Regions from separate parts of the Mus musculus genome. Here all the other regions are linked to region 1. A link is a contact called in public promoter capture Hi-C data. All regions are on one chromosome and are shown on one strand. The core of a region is the stretch at or near the end of the contact, and the rest is flanking DNA. Distances in the headings are between cores, read along the strand shown. Region 1 holds the start of Cdrt4os1 (CMT1A duplicated region transcript 4, opposite strand 1). Region 2 has its middle 69 kb from the start of Gm30305. Region 3 has its middle 61 kb from the start of Gm40025.

Evidence for each region. Promoter capture Hi-C pulls out the DNA fragments that hold promoters and counts their contacts.
Region 2: a promoter capture Hi-C map of the C10 cell line shows a contact between it and region 1, with 4 times the contacts expected there. The contact joins the enhancer-like site here to the promoter of Cdrt4os1 in region 1. A contact is called at or near these places in 6 of 39 promoter capture datasets (the C10 cell line, cranial neural crest, hippocampal neurons and 2 more) and 1 of 9 other capture datasets (embryonic stem cells).
Region 3: a contact with region 1 is called in a promoter capture Hi-C map of pre-B cells, with 6 times the contacts expected there. The contact joins the enhancer-like site here to the promoter of Cdrt4os1 in region 1. A contact is called at or near these places in 6 of 39 promoter capture datasets (cranial neural crest, frontonasal cranial neural crest, hippocampal neurons and 3 more) and 1 of 9 other capture datasets (embryonic stem cells).

What each region holds. Positions count from the first base shown.
Region 1 is chr11:63,002,263-63,006,582 of GRCm38.p6, reverse strand. Cdrt4os1 (CMT1A duplicated region transcript 4, opposite strand 1) reads left to right here and starts at 2,449. Exons shown (of 3, transcript NR_126547.1): 1 at 2,449-2,654.
Region 2 is chr11:64,647,574-64,652,033 of GRCm38.p6, reverse strand. No RefSeq gene overlaps it. Among named protein-coding and RNA genes, the nearest start is that of Gm30305, 69 kb to the left of the region's middle. Within about 2 kb of position 1,278, at least 3 of the 459 cell types and tissues checked have an H3K27ac peak or open chromatin away from gene starts, as enhancers often do.
Region 3 is chr11:64,779,511-64,783,925 of GRCm38.p6, reverse strand. No RefSeq gene overlaps it. Among named protein-coding and RNA genes, the nearest start is that of Gm40025, 61 kb to the left of the region's middle. Within about 2 kb of position 2,020, at least 4 of the 459 cell types and tissues checked have an H3K27ac peak or open chromatin away from gene starts, as enhancers often do.

The DNA.
Region 1 (4,320 bases), core at 1,200-3,699:
AGTTCTCTCTGCCTCATGCTTGTGGATCAAAATATAAGTTTAGCTACTGCTCCAGTGCCATGCCTGCTTGCCTGCTGCCACGCCTTCTTCCATGATGGTCATGGAGGCTCTGTAAGCACATGATAAACTCTTCTATAAGTTGCCTCGTTTGTGTACATTCCTCTTTCTTTCTTCTTTCTTTCCTCCTTCCTTCCTCTCTTTTTCCCCCACCCTGCCTAATATTTTTAATGTACTTGTATTTTAATGGTAGTCTATCATATGAGGTCAAGCATGGAGTCTTCTGCCTGTGGAGTCACGTTAACATGCAAAACATTTCCAATGTTGGTATCTTATGGATTTGGGACTTTTAGATTAAATGCCCAACTTATAGCTGTAACCAAACCCCAGAACTATGAACAAGCCATCCAGGATTACTATGCATCTAAGAGGTAGAGAATTTTGCCATTATGTGTAAGGCCCTATATTCCAAAACCAGTACCATAAGATAGATAATAGATGGATAGATAGATGAATGATAAGCAGATATATGATTGATTGATGGATGATATGTAAGCAGATAGATGATAAATAGATATGGATGGTAGTTGATAGATATGATAGATTATAGATAGATAGAGGCAGATTATAGATATATGATAGATTAGATAGATTGGATAGATAGATAGATAGATAGATAGATAGATAGATAGATAGATAGATAGATAGATAACCTTCCACAAACATTCAATTGCTTGACAAACACACAAAATAATTTTTCCTTTGTTTTTGATTTGGTCCACACAAATGCTAACTTGACTTTCATTCCATACAACACAGACCTTGGTTTTAGGCTATGTTAAGAAAACTTTGTTGTGAAAGTTGTGGCAATGGCACTGGTGTGGCATTCCATGCAGGCATTTGTGTGGGGCAAGGATGGACTACATAGGGTATTTGTACATCACACCACGTCTTCTTACCCAAAATAGCAAAGCTTCCTGGTACCTTTCCAGAGTCCCCACAGGGAAGTCCACACAGAACTGAAACCTGAAACCAAGGAGACACCTGTTCTCTCAAACTTAGTCCAGTCTGCCCAGTGGCTGTCCCACACCAGCATCCCTTGGAGATGCCATGAACTTTTTATAGCTCCCTTTGAGAATTTAGTCAGAAGTGTTATGGCAGGACACAGGCACCCACTTCCAGGGATACCAAACCCCACTGGCTTGCTAGGCAGCACCTTAGCATTCTTCGGCCCTCTTGTCCATCATTGCAATTCCTGCCTCCCTGCCAAGGTTGTTGCAGGCACAGCCCACTCTTCTCTCCTTGGATTTTATGATCCATATGGTGACAGCAAGCTACAGAAAAAGATGTCTCCTCTATCAAAGAGTTTTGGAAGGGTCTCCTCTTTAAGTACATTGATTTTAATAGAGAGGCCAATTTTAATTTATTTTTATAAAAGTGAGGAGGGCACAAAACACCCACACATGCACACATGCACACAAACACCTGAACTGCAGTGATGGCCAGTTTCTGAAGTGCGACTACTCCACTAGTGAGTGGGTAATTTTAAACTACTAACATAATGTCCCTGATTGATGTGTGCAATTGCCAACACTCTTGAGATTTTACAGTGAGCTAAAGACCTTTTTTAGACTCACTGAATCCCTACACATGGCTGTGATAAAAATGGGGATAATATAAACAGCCGCCTCACGGAGTCTGTGATGTAATACACATGGTCCACAGCCGTGTCTGCTACTCAGTAAACGCAGCCATAATTCTCATTGCCTCTGGCCTGTGATGCAGATATCAGGTGACAGGAGCCATGCCCTGGTGGGCGTGTGTGGGTGGAGCCAAGATCCTCCAGCTGCTCCACCGAGGAAGGCAAACACCAACAACCCCTGAAGATATTCCACAGGCCAAGAGGCTTGCTCCTGGTGCAGGTCCTGCAGATGCTTGGGAGCTGTGATTGACACTTGAACTCCCAGGGAGGATGCTGAGGTGGCACTGGGATGAGGGCAGGTGACTTTCTTCTCCTCTGAACAGGACTCATAGCTCATTCACCCAAATGGAAGAGCTCCCAGGCTCACAGCCACCCTTCCTTGAATGTCAGCATGGTCTCTAAAAATAGGAGGCAAGGGTCCAGGATCTGTGCATTGCCACTGGTTGTTTGGAGCTGACTGGGCACATCTTGGACAAGAAACAAAGTTTAAGCACCTGTAGTGCCTGTGGTATCAGAATTCAAACACAGAGATGTTTGGAGGAGGGGAACAGGTATCCAATACATGACTCAAATGACTCCCAGGAAAGGGTCCCCGAGAGTCAGGCTCTCTTGTAGTTGCTTCTCCAAGGAGCCAAGTTTTACTTCCCGGATCTCTCAAAGCAGCTCAGAAGGCCCTGGTCAGAGACACACAATGGGAGCCTGTTTCCGTGGACACTTCAAGATTCTATTAGAAAGAAGCAGAGAAGGACAAATGTGTAAAGATCTGCTTTTGTTTCCTACACTCACCCACTCCAAACATTAACCTCATACCAACCTCCCACTGTACACAAGGGCCACAGGAAGCCTGGACAATGCAGAAGAGCTAAAGGAAGTGGATAGGCTCTAGCTTGGGCCACAGGGTGGCCCCACAGCCTATCCAGTGTACCCTGAGCAGCCAATCACCAAGAAAATGAAGGTGAACGTTCTTTCTTCTGATTTGCGTTTTCTGCCTTTCTTCTTCCTTCCTTCCTATTTTAAAGATAGTATTTTGAAACTACTAAGCTGGAAAGCTCAAATTTTGGCCCTTCCTATCATACCTACGCAGCGATGTGGCCTGGGACAACTGAGGGCTGGAAGAAGGTTGTTACTTTCTGTGTTTCTTTTCTCCTCAGTGTAACAAATTACCCAACAGAAGCAATTAGAGAGGAAAGCTTTATTCAGGTGCACAGCTCTAGTAGATAGGGTCCACGGTGACAAGGAAAGCCAAGTGACTGGCATGACTTTGGCCACTGTGGTGGGGGTTTGCAGCCATGATTTGTTCCCATTTTGTCAGGCAAATCAGGGATCAGAATCAGAAGTAGATATCACCTTCAAGCCAAGGTCAAAAAAGACGATTATGTTAATGAGCAAAACAATAAGGGGAGAATAAAAATGAAAAAACAAAAGGGTCAGGCAAAGCATTTGCTTAGTATACACAGGTGCCACGGACTGGGCTCAGTCGGCCCCCCTCAATCTGTGGGAAATCTTCTGCTGTGGGCCAGCCCCAATCCACCTCCCTCCACCTGCGGAAGAAATTTCGGGGTTCTGGTTACAGGTGGGCAAGGAGTTGGCGAGAAGGGGGGTAACAAACAGACAGGACACCAGGGAGTGCTGTATCTGGATGTAATTTTGTCAAAGTTAGCATCAGTTTTATATAATACAGAAAACAAAGGAGTAGGGTATCACAACAGGCAAGGTACATTGAAGTATCTGACACAAAACAGAGGAATGACTTCAAAGGACTGGCAGGAACCAGGCAATGTTTACAGTAAAGATAAAACAGCCCTGGGTAGAGTCAGCTAATGTCAGGTAAGGATTTCACACCCTAGTCACAATTTATGCTACTTCTTTGAGCCTTGTGAAAGCTAGCACCAGGGGCATTCTGCTGGAGCAGACCTTATCCTGAATAATGCAATACCACAGCCCCCCTTTTTCCTAGGCTTTGGTAAATTCTTGCATATGAGAGTAACTTGGCTGTTCTTAAGTATCTGTAGGGAATCTCCATTTGTCAGAAGAATTCACCAACTTTCTTCTAATATGTGATGTAGTTTGCAATGCCTGACTGTAGTGAAGATTCTAAGTATACTTTGCTAAGCTTGCCCTGAGATTTCTAATTCTTATCCAGTAAAATACTGTAAGAAAGCATGGAAGACCCTCCACAATATCACAGGGACAAATCTGGGGCATTCTAGCTATGGGAATGCCAAGGTTCCAGGAGGCTAAGTTTCCATGAAACTCTCTGCCTCATGACTGCTTCCAGGCCTTTAGGCCTGCCAAGCAAGTCACTACTGGAGTGGATGTAGCACACAGGGTCCTTCTGCTGCACAAGAGGAAGGAAGGAGGCCAGGCAGGCTCTAGGGCACTCTACTGCACTGTTCACGATGGCTAGGGAACTGATATCCAAATATCATCAAGAGGCCTAATAGTTAAACACTAACACCATTATACCCTTAACAGACATTTGGAAGAATAAGATGACGTTCCACAAGCAACAAGTTCTGAGATCTCAGAGAGTTTGGAAAAGCAAGAGCAGGACCCTGTATTATAGAATATGTTAGTATGTGGATGGGTGAGGGTCATGTGTGTGTTCATCGGTCTACACT
Region 2 (4,460 bases), core at 29-2,528, 1.6 Mb before region 1:
GTAGGTGATAACAGTGTTACGTGTCTCATCATCTCGCAGAGTGATACAAGGCATGTGATCAGTTGTGCCCTTGGAGTGTGGATCCCGATATAGTGAGGGTGCAGGAACTTCTCTTTAGCTTACAGCACTGTATCCACCATGGACAAGGCCTTGTTTGTAGTCCTGATTCACCAGTCTTCCAAGCACTGACTTTGGACATGCTGGACCATCTGTCTAAAATGAACTCTTTCTCAGCCCAGGACCTTTGTCTAGCTGTCCATGACAAGAGAAATTTTCTCCAACTCTTTCCTTCTATATTAACTTCTCTCTTTCTTTCACTTCTATTTCAATCATTAGATCCGCCAGCTCAGCGTTTGATCTCTCGTGTGTGAAGCCCGTGCTTTCTTCACTGTGACCCACGCACAGGGTTCATTTCTCCTCTATTTATTTGGTTTATTTACCTTTAATAGCCAGACTCTTTTATTAGCCTAGGATGGTTGTTTTCCTTTCCTTTCAGATCTTCAAAATCTAGTTTTGAATGAGTATATGAATGAATGAATGAATGAATGAATGATGATAATAGTAATAATAGAAACAAGAAAATTACCTTGCTAGCACACACCCAATGACCTTTCATAAAGTCCTCATGTGCACTGGGTACTGAGCAGCTGGTCTCCTGTTCCCCTTATGGAGAGAGACAAGATGGTACAAAGCCCTTTGAGCTCCTTAGACTGGAACAGCCATGCATAAACACAACAGATAATCCTGTTTCTTTCCATGAATTCAAAATAATGTTTGAAAAGGAACAGGCCCTCTCAAAGAATTATGCCCATGCAATCTTAGCTCTAAGTAGCAAAAAATCCCCAAATAGTTTCATGATCTCTAATGTAATGCAGATGTAGAGGGTAAGAATTTGATGGTCAATTAATTTAGAAAATATCCAGGGCCTCGCAGAGGTTCAACTTATTGACTTTGAAATTTGACTCGTGATTACAGCGCACTCCCCCTGTCCTGTCTTCGCCATGCCTAAAGTATAAAAAGAAAGCTTGTAATATTGCTTATGGAATGTTCTAGATGGGTTGTTAAGCTGTTCTTTATAAATAAAAAAACAAGTCCTGGACACAGTCTTCCTGACTCTTTCCAGTTGGGATCATTCCTGAGTGTGGAAGCAGAGTGATATTAAGTTGACATGCTTCTGCCAGCTGATTTTGTGGCCAGGTGAACAGACAAAGCCGGCGTCTCCACACTTCATTAATCTTTGACAGAAAGCTCTGGCCACTGGACTGGAGACCCACATTGCCAGAGCTCGAGTGTCGGCTCTTCTTGGCTTCTGTCTAGATATAAAGCAAATGTCTCAGGAAGCCCTGAACAGTACAGCGTGTGCTTTCCTCCCATGTGACTGGCTTTGAATGCAAGATCTAATAATATTCAACACAGAGGAAGCCAAATGCTACTGGGGCTGCAGGCAACGTGGTACCAAGAGCCACAAATACTGCTACTCCTCCCTCAAGCCATTTAATGCCTATTGGGCCTGATGGACACTGTTGCACAAAGCACTGTCCCTCTTTGCAGCCAAAGTTCTTCATGTATCCTTCTAACTTAGGACTTCTCAAACTTTGCATTTAAATATCTTTTTATCCAGGGAACTATCTTACTTAGGGTTTTACTGCTGTGAAAAGACACCATGACCAAGGCAAGTCTTGTAAGGACAACATTTAATTGGGGTTGGCTTACAGGTTGTGAGGTTCAGTCCATTATCATCAAGGTGGGAACATGACAGCATCTAGGCAGGCACGGTGCAGGAGGAGCTGAGGGTTCTACACCTTCATCTGAAGGCTTCTAGCAGAATACTGGCTTTCAGGTATCTAGGACTAGGTGAAAAAGCCCACACCCACAGTGACACACCTACTCCAACAAGGCCATACCTCCTAATAGTGCCACCCCCTCTGCCAAGCATATTCAAACCATGATAAGAACAAAACATGTAAGTGTATTTTTTGGTGACATCTTTGTTGAGCTATAATTCTCATACATACACTCCAGTCATCAAAGCATACCACTCAGTAGATTTTAACATATCCAGAATGACGTAAGCACCAACACTACCTCCTCCCATGAGTTGAGGGTCTGGAAACCTGACTTTGGTGGTGAGGGAATGAAGAAAGGACAAACACACAGAAAGTCCTACAAAAAGTCTGGGATCAGGTAGAGTGTATGAACTCTAGTGGAGTTCACAACTCCAACTACCAAATAGTGCAAAACCCCAGACCCTCAGCACATTTACTATGTACAGCACAGATGGGTGGGATTAGCTAGCCTTGGTAGGAGGACTCTGTAGGAACAGTCTTAGGCTGTGAATATCTAGGAGGAGGAACCTGCAGTTGCTAGTGTTTGCACACACTGGTCAGTCATTTGTCAATACTGATAACTAGAACTTGGGAAAGCTTTGCCACTGTCCCATGAGTCTGAGACATTAGTCCTTGACATGGCAATAACCATGTCAACAATACACACTCATTCACAACTTCAGTTGGTCTTTACACATACATTGAAAGCATCCTCAGTTTCCATACAGCACAATCAATTTTTGAACATTTTCCCCCACCACCCAAGAGACCCCCACACCCTTTAACTACCATGTTATTCAAACCCAAATTATTCCTCCCAGTTAATTGCTAGGCAGTTTACTGCTATACTTTCTGCCTCAATAGATTTTCCAAGTCTCAATTTTTTTTCATCTAAACAGAGCCAAGTAATATGTGGCTTCCTGTGCATAGCTACAATATTACTTTATGTATTATTTATTTTGTGTGTGTGCTAAAGTTCTATCAAAACGTCATCCCAAGGAGTTATTGTATTCCTATCATCATTTTGTCACTGCAGAAATTGCATGGAAAAATGCAAAACATAGATTTTGATCACAAGTTATTTTTAATCCAAATGATAAGTGAACATCAATACAAAACACTAAAAATATATCCAAATCCTATGACCCAAAATACGCAAATCTGTGGTACACAGAGGAGGATAGTACAATGATGTTCTACTTTCTCAGAGTGAGTGCTGGATCAGCATTGGCTCTTGGAGATGGACTTGTAGCTTGGTGCGAAGGGCTGCACTTCCTGGTTTCTGGATCCACTCATGGAAACCTTTCCTCTGGCCTTTTCCTTCTAACTCCCTCTGTGAGTGTTCGGCATGTTTCCTCAGCCATTTCTACTCTTATTTTCATCCCTTTAAATTCACCTTTGTAGGAACTATTTATCAAGATTTCGGGAACGTAACATATACTTTATTGTGTGGTTTCTCTTCCTAAACCAAGAGTGAGGGTAGTGACAATCAGATTGGTGAATGTTTGCCCCAAATGGACCCATCTTCAATTCCTCTTCACACCTTATTTCCTCTTATTCCATGACCTGTGCATTGTCCAAATGCTGTCTTCAGTTTGCTTATAGATTGTATAGAAATATAACTTTGTATAACGGAGCCAGTAGGCCTTTCCAACACGGATGTTCCACGAGTCTCAAGGTCTACATATTTAAAACAGAACTGGCTTTTCCTTTTAACTCTTCTTCAGTCTATATCAAGAAACTCATGATTAAACAAAGCTCAAAGATCATCCTTCCCTCTGGCCAGTCCTTCATAACCCACATTCAATCAGACATCAGTCTATGAAAGCTTTGGCATGCAATTTATTTGTCTATGCGTTTACTTTTGTTGACAACTGGTTCCTTAGTTACAAAATGTAGATGTTGATCGCCAATCCCACACAGGAAACTGTGGGGAGGAAAAGGCACAAACATTCAGATGGTATTTGGAAGAGAAGGAACCCAGTCCTCAGCAAGACTCCCAATTATGTCATCTGCTTGAGCATGGCCTGTGGCCAAAGGGGGCTTTAGCAATAAAATAGGAGACGTTCATGTTAGTCAAAACATGGGGCTGTGCTGTGGAGTAAATGAGATGTTCTGTATAAAGTGCTTGGAAGGATGCCAGGAGGAGGAGGTTGGCCCAGCACTACTGTCTCTTGGTAGACACACAGTAGCCCCTGCTCTCTGTGGCTCAGTCACCTGCAGTCAATCAAAAATATTAACTATAACATCATGAAAATAATACCTTACATTTTCAACTGTGCATAAAATCGTATTCAGTCCACCTCTCTCCTCCTTGGAATGTGGACCACTCCTTTGTCCAGTGGATGCCCATCCAATATGGAAGTTGCTCTTGAGTCACTTACCAGCCATCTTTGTAATCAAATGTATTGCCTTGGTAAAATGATGCCTGTGGTATGAGGTTCTTCTTTTAATTAATAATGACCCCAGCATGCAGCTGGGGCATACAAAAAAAGGAAAAGGAGAAAAAATGAAAGAAAAGAAGCAATAAAATGGATGTTATAGATGAAAAGGGAGGAAAAAAACTAGCAGGCTGGCTGAGGCTGCCGATGTCCATAGCAGGAACAAACCTACCCAGGAATTCCTGAAGAAGGG
Region 3 (4,415 bases), core at 771-3,270, 1.8 Mb before region 1:
GGAAGATTTAAAGCGATCATAGGCACATCCTTCCTGCCTGTTAGAGCTGTGGTGTCTGGGACAGTGCTAATGTTCCCCCACCCTGTAGTACTGAAAGTGGAAGAGTTAAAAGTCAGCCCCTGTCTTAGGTATTTTATTGCTTTGATGAAACCCCATGACCATAATGCAAATTAGGGAGGCAAGGGTTTATTTCACTTACATTTCCATATCATTGTTTATCATTAAAGGAAGTCGGGGCAGGAACTCAAAAAGGGCAGTAACCTGGAGGCAAGAGGTGATAAAGAGGCTATGGAGGGGTACTGCTTACTGGCTTGCTTACCATGGCTTGCTTAGTCTTGCTCTCTTACAGAACCCAGAACCACCAGCCCAGGAATGGCACGATCCACAAAGGGCTGTGCACACACCCATGGATCCTTAGTTAAGAAAATGCCTCACAGCCAGATCTTATGGAGGCATTTTCTCAGTTGAGGTTCCCTCCTTTTAGCTAACTCTATCGTGTATCAAATTGATATAAAACTAGCCAGGACAACTGAACACCTTTCAACTTGATACACAAGTACATAATTGTTAAATCATAGCCTTTCCTCTCTTGTTCATCCACAAGATTGCTCATTAACATCACCACTATAAGACAAAAGATTTTATAAGCTTTAAAAGACCACAGTCTTTACAAATCCAAACACTTTAAAACTCAGTCTCATAACAAGATTGAAAGTCTGGAATTGTGCCCTGTCACTAGTGGGGCTCTGGGTAATAAACCCAACAAAGAGTTGGTGTTTGACCACTTCAAAGAGAAGGATCTTAGGCAATGTCTAGCAGAGCAAGCTGGACACTAAGAGCAGAGATGACACATGATTGTGTAGATAGAGCCTTTTATGGAAGTTTAGACTTAAATAAAATATTCTACCTGTTGTTCTCTCTTACTGCTACAAATATGTAATCAGTTTGATGCATGTATGTTGGTAGCAGGCTGATGATGACTATCTTGGGAGAGCTGTCAAAGCCAGCAAAGTGAAAGCAGATCCCACAGAATCCCTGTTACTCAAGGGCAAGAGCAGAACCTGACCTGAGCTAGAAGGAAATGCGTACTTGTCCAAACACAAGAGTGGCTTGTTTCTGGGCATGTAAAGATGGGTCTCTATGGCTCACATTCTAGTGACTGCTCAGACAAGAGCTGTGGAAAACACCTATGCAGTTTGCATCAGCCAATGACGTTATTTCCCAGATCACAAATATTAATTTATGCAATGTGGTGGTTAGTCTATATACCTTATCTATTGAAGTTTTTGAAGGAAAGGAAAAAATCATTAAAGAGTTTCTCAGCTGGTTTCTAACTATAGAAGGCAGTAGGTGATGGAGACTGTAAAGATGATTTTTTAAAAAAAAGCATGGGGTGTCATGAGAGGCAGAAGAAAACTCCTTGAAAAATTTATGGGGTTAATCCTTATCCCAAAGCTGTATTCGAGATGTTACAGATCAGCAAGGACAACCACAGCCAGGCACCAGTGACAGGTGAGGGATCCAGGAAGGTTGAATCTTGTAGGAGTAACTTCTGTTGCACAGCAGTGGCCCTTGCATGGCTGACACTGTGCCCATGAATGTAAAGACAAGAGGCATCAGGCCATCAGGGTAGTACAGAGAACAGTGAGGAAATAGACTTGACTGATACCATATTGGAACCTCATGAGACAATAAGTTTAGAAACCTGTTAAATAGAAACCAGAACAGGAAGCTGCAGTGGAGACCATGGTTCAGGGAGACATCCTCAGGGGGCTGACACCATTGACACAGTACAAATAAATAAACCACACACTCTCAGAATGTAACCTTATCCTCTGTCTGAGTATCTGTGTTGCAAGAGGCAGTAGTGACCTCAGCGTGTGTTCTGTAACTTCAACTGTTCTGTGACTTAAGGCAATGTCAGGAAGAACCCTTCTGATTCCAGACTTCATCTGAGGGTTCTAACTTGCCGGAGTCTTTGGGGTACTTGGTGGCTTAAGACTGGGGCTGACAGATTGTGAGCTTGGAGGAATCTGCAGCCTCACCCTCCACACATCTTCCTTGTTCCCCAAAGGATTGATCACAGGACATAGACAGTGTGTGTTCCTTGTCACGTGGAGAGCTGGGGTGAGATGTGTGATTACATTGACTGTTCAGAGAGGGAGGAGAGAGAGGGTCCAGTTATTCTTACTGTAGGGAGGTCTATAGAAGTTTATGTCTTGATGTATGGTTCACCCTTTCCCAACCATTTGGGGAGAGATAGTGGGGGAGAGAGAGAGAGAGAGAGAGAGAGAGAGAGAGAGAGAGAGAGAGAGAGAGAAGCAGGGGTGATCACCAAAAGGCAGGCATCATTCTGAGTATTATTATCGCATTCCTTCCAAGCCACTAAGAGCATCACCTTGTTCCTATCAAGGCTGGTTGAGCAGGCATGGTAGGCATGACAAAGCTTTCCAAGTATCAATTTGAGTAAATAATTGTTCACTTAGTGACTATAAAATTACATCCAGTTTTCCTGTGTTTAAGAAAAAGATATGGCCCTTAAGTAACCCAAAACTCAGCAGCCAAATAAAGGCAGAGCTAGAAACACAAAACGTGGCGTCTACTGGGGATGATTAAATTGTAAAATACCAGGAGTACCAGACCACCCCTCCCCAAACCCAGCAAAAAGAGAACAGTAAAGGAATAAGAAATGAAGTTAATTTCTTTAAGAGCAAATTAACGTTCCATCAACTGTCTTTGTTGTAAGGCTGCTAGAGAGAAGACCCATTTGCCAGATCCTTAACTGTTCAACTTCAGAGTCCACAAATATTTATTGGTGTCTGTGTTTTCCCAGGCACAGGGAACATAACATAATTTGTGAAATAAAGTGTTCTTTCAGACATTCACTAAATGTCACATAGCTGCTAAGCCATCCAGCCAGAGCTCAAAGTAAGGACTGTCCCTAGTATGCTAATGAGTCCCTTGACAAGACAGGGGAATGAATGAGTGCTAATGAAAATTATTCTCAGGGAATTAATTAAAATATCTCTCACTAATTGAGGAGTCTCACACACCTAGACCAAGAGAAAAATCCCAACAAGCTGATTTGTGCTGTCTGTCCTCCAATTCCTTTGCTCAGATATGAGGCCACCTCTCTCTGGGATTCACAGAGAATGAACTCTTTTTAAAGTCCACTGGGCTAACCATTTCCCATCTAGCCTGAGGGGTGACATTAACTCTTGAGCCCCTGAAACATTAGAAGGTCCTAGTTGTCTGAGATGAGCGAAACTATAAATAAACAGTAAATACGGCTGGCTTTTTTTTTTTTTTTTTTTTTTTTTGCCAACAAGCCATCATCTCTGGCATTCGGCAGCTCTGATACTAAAAGCAGAATGGGCGAGGCTCTGAAGGTCCGAGATTTGAGCTGGGTGTGGCCTTCACATTTGAAATCTCAGAGCATGGGTTGCTAAGTCAGCATGGTGTACTGAAGGGTATCCTAGGCTACATGGAGAATTTGAGAATATTTGAGAGATCTATCTCAAAGTAAAATCGTGCAGAACAGCAAAATTCTCCTCTAAGCACAAACTCTTGAGAAAGAAAGCTAAAAGCACGGCCTGCTGGGAGGACTGGCCATTATTCGCAATGCAACAGTCAGAGTAATCCTGGGTCAAGTCTCCCAGAACTCGGGGGCCTGAGTCTCAGACCAAGTTACAAATGTCAGGTTTGTTTGTTTTTTATTTGAAATCTTCAACCCTAAGATAGTTTGTAATGACTTCTGTGCCTTTCATCATAGATTACAAATGCCTTTTTAACATAGGAGCTAAATTTTGCTTCACATGGGTGCTTTTCAAGAGGAGAACTTGTTTTCAAATGATTTTTAAACTTTTATCGTCTCTTTCAATTTATACTTAAACATGTATACATTTTTACCTATGTAGGCATTATACATATTCATGGCTCAGAGTAAATAGTACTTTAATACAAAATACTGTCTATGAAATGAATGGATATCCATTTACAGGTACACAGATGCTTGCTTTTTATTTATCATGTTTTAACCATATATGGATTTTTTATGAAAAATTTGTAACACTATTTTGATATGGAGCTGGTGAGATGGCTCCAGCACATGGCAGCTCACAACTCCTGTAGCAATAGTTCAAAGGTATCCAGCATCTACATCTGGCCACAGAAGGCTCCTGCATACACATGTCGTATATATATACATATACATATATATATATCACATTCACACATTTACACATTAATAAGAAATAAATACATCTCAAAAAACTGCCAGTGAAAAACATTTGTAGTACCATAAGGTCTTGGTTTCTTTCTTTTCTCACAGATGATAATCTGGTCTATGATACATTTTATTTCAACAAGTAGTCTCAATAAATTCTTATCTTAGTATCACTATATTTAAAATTCCA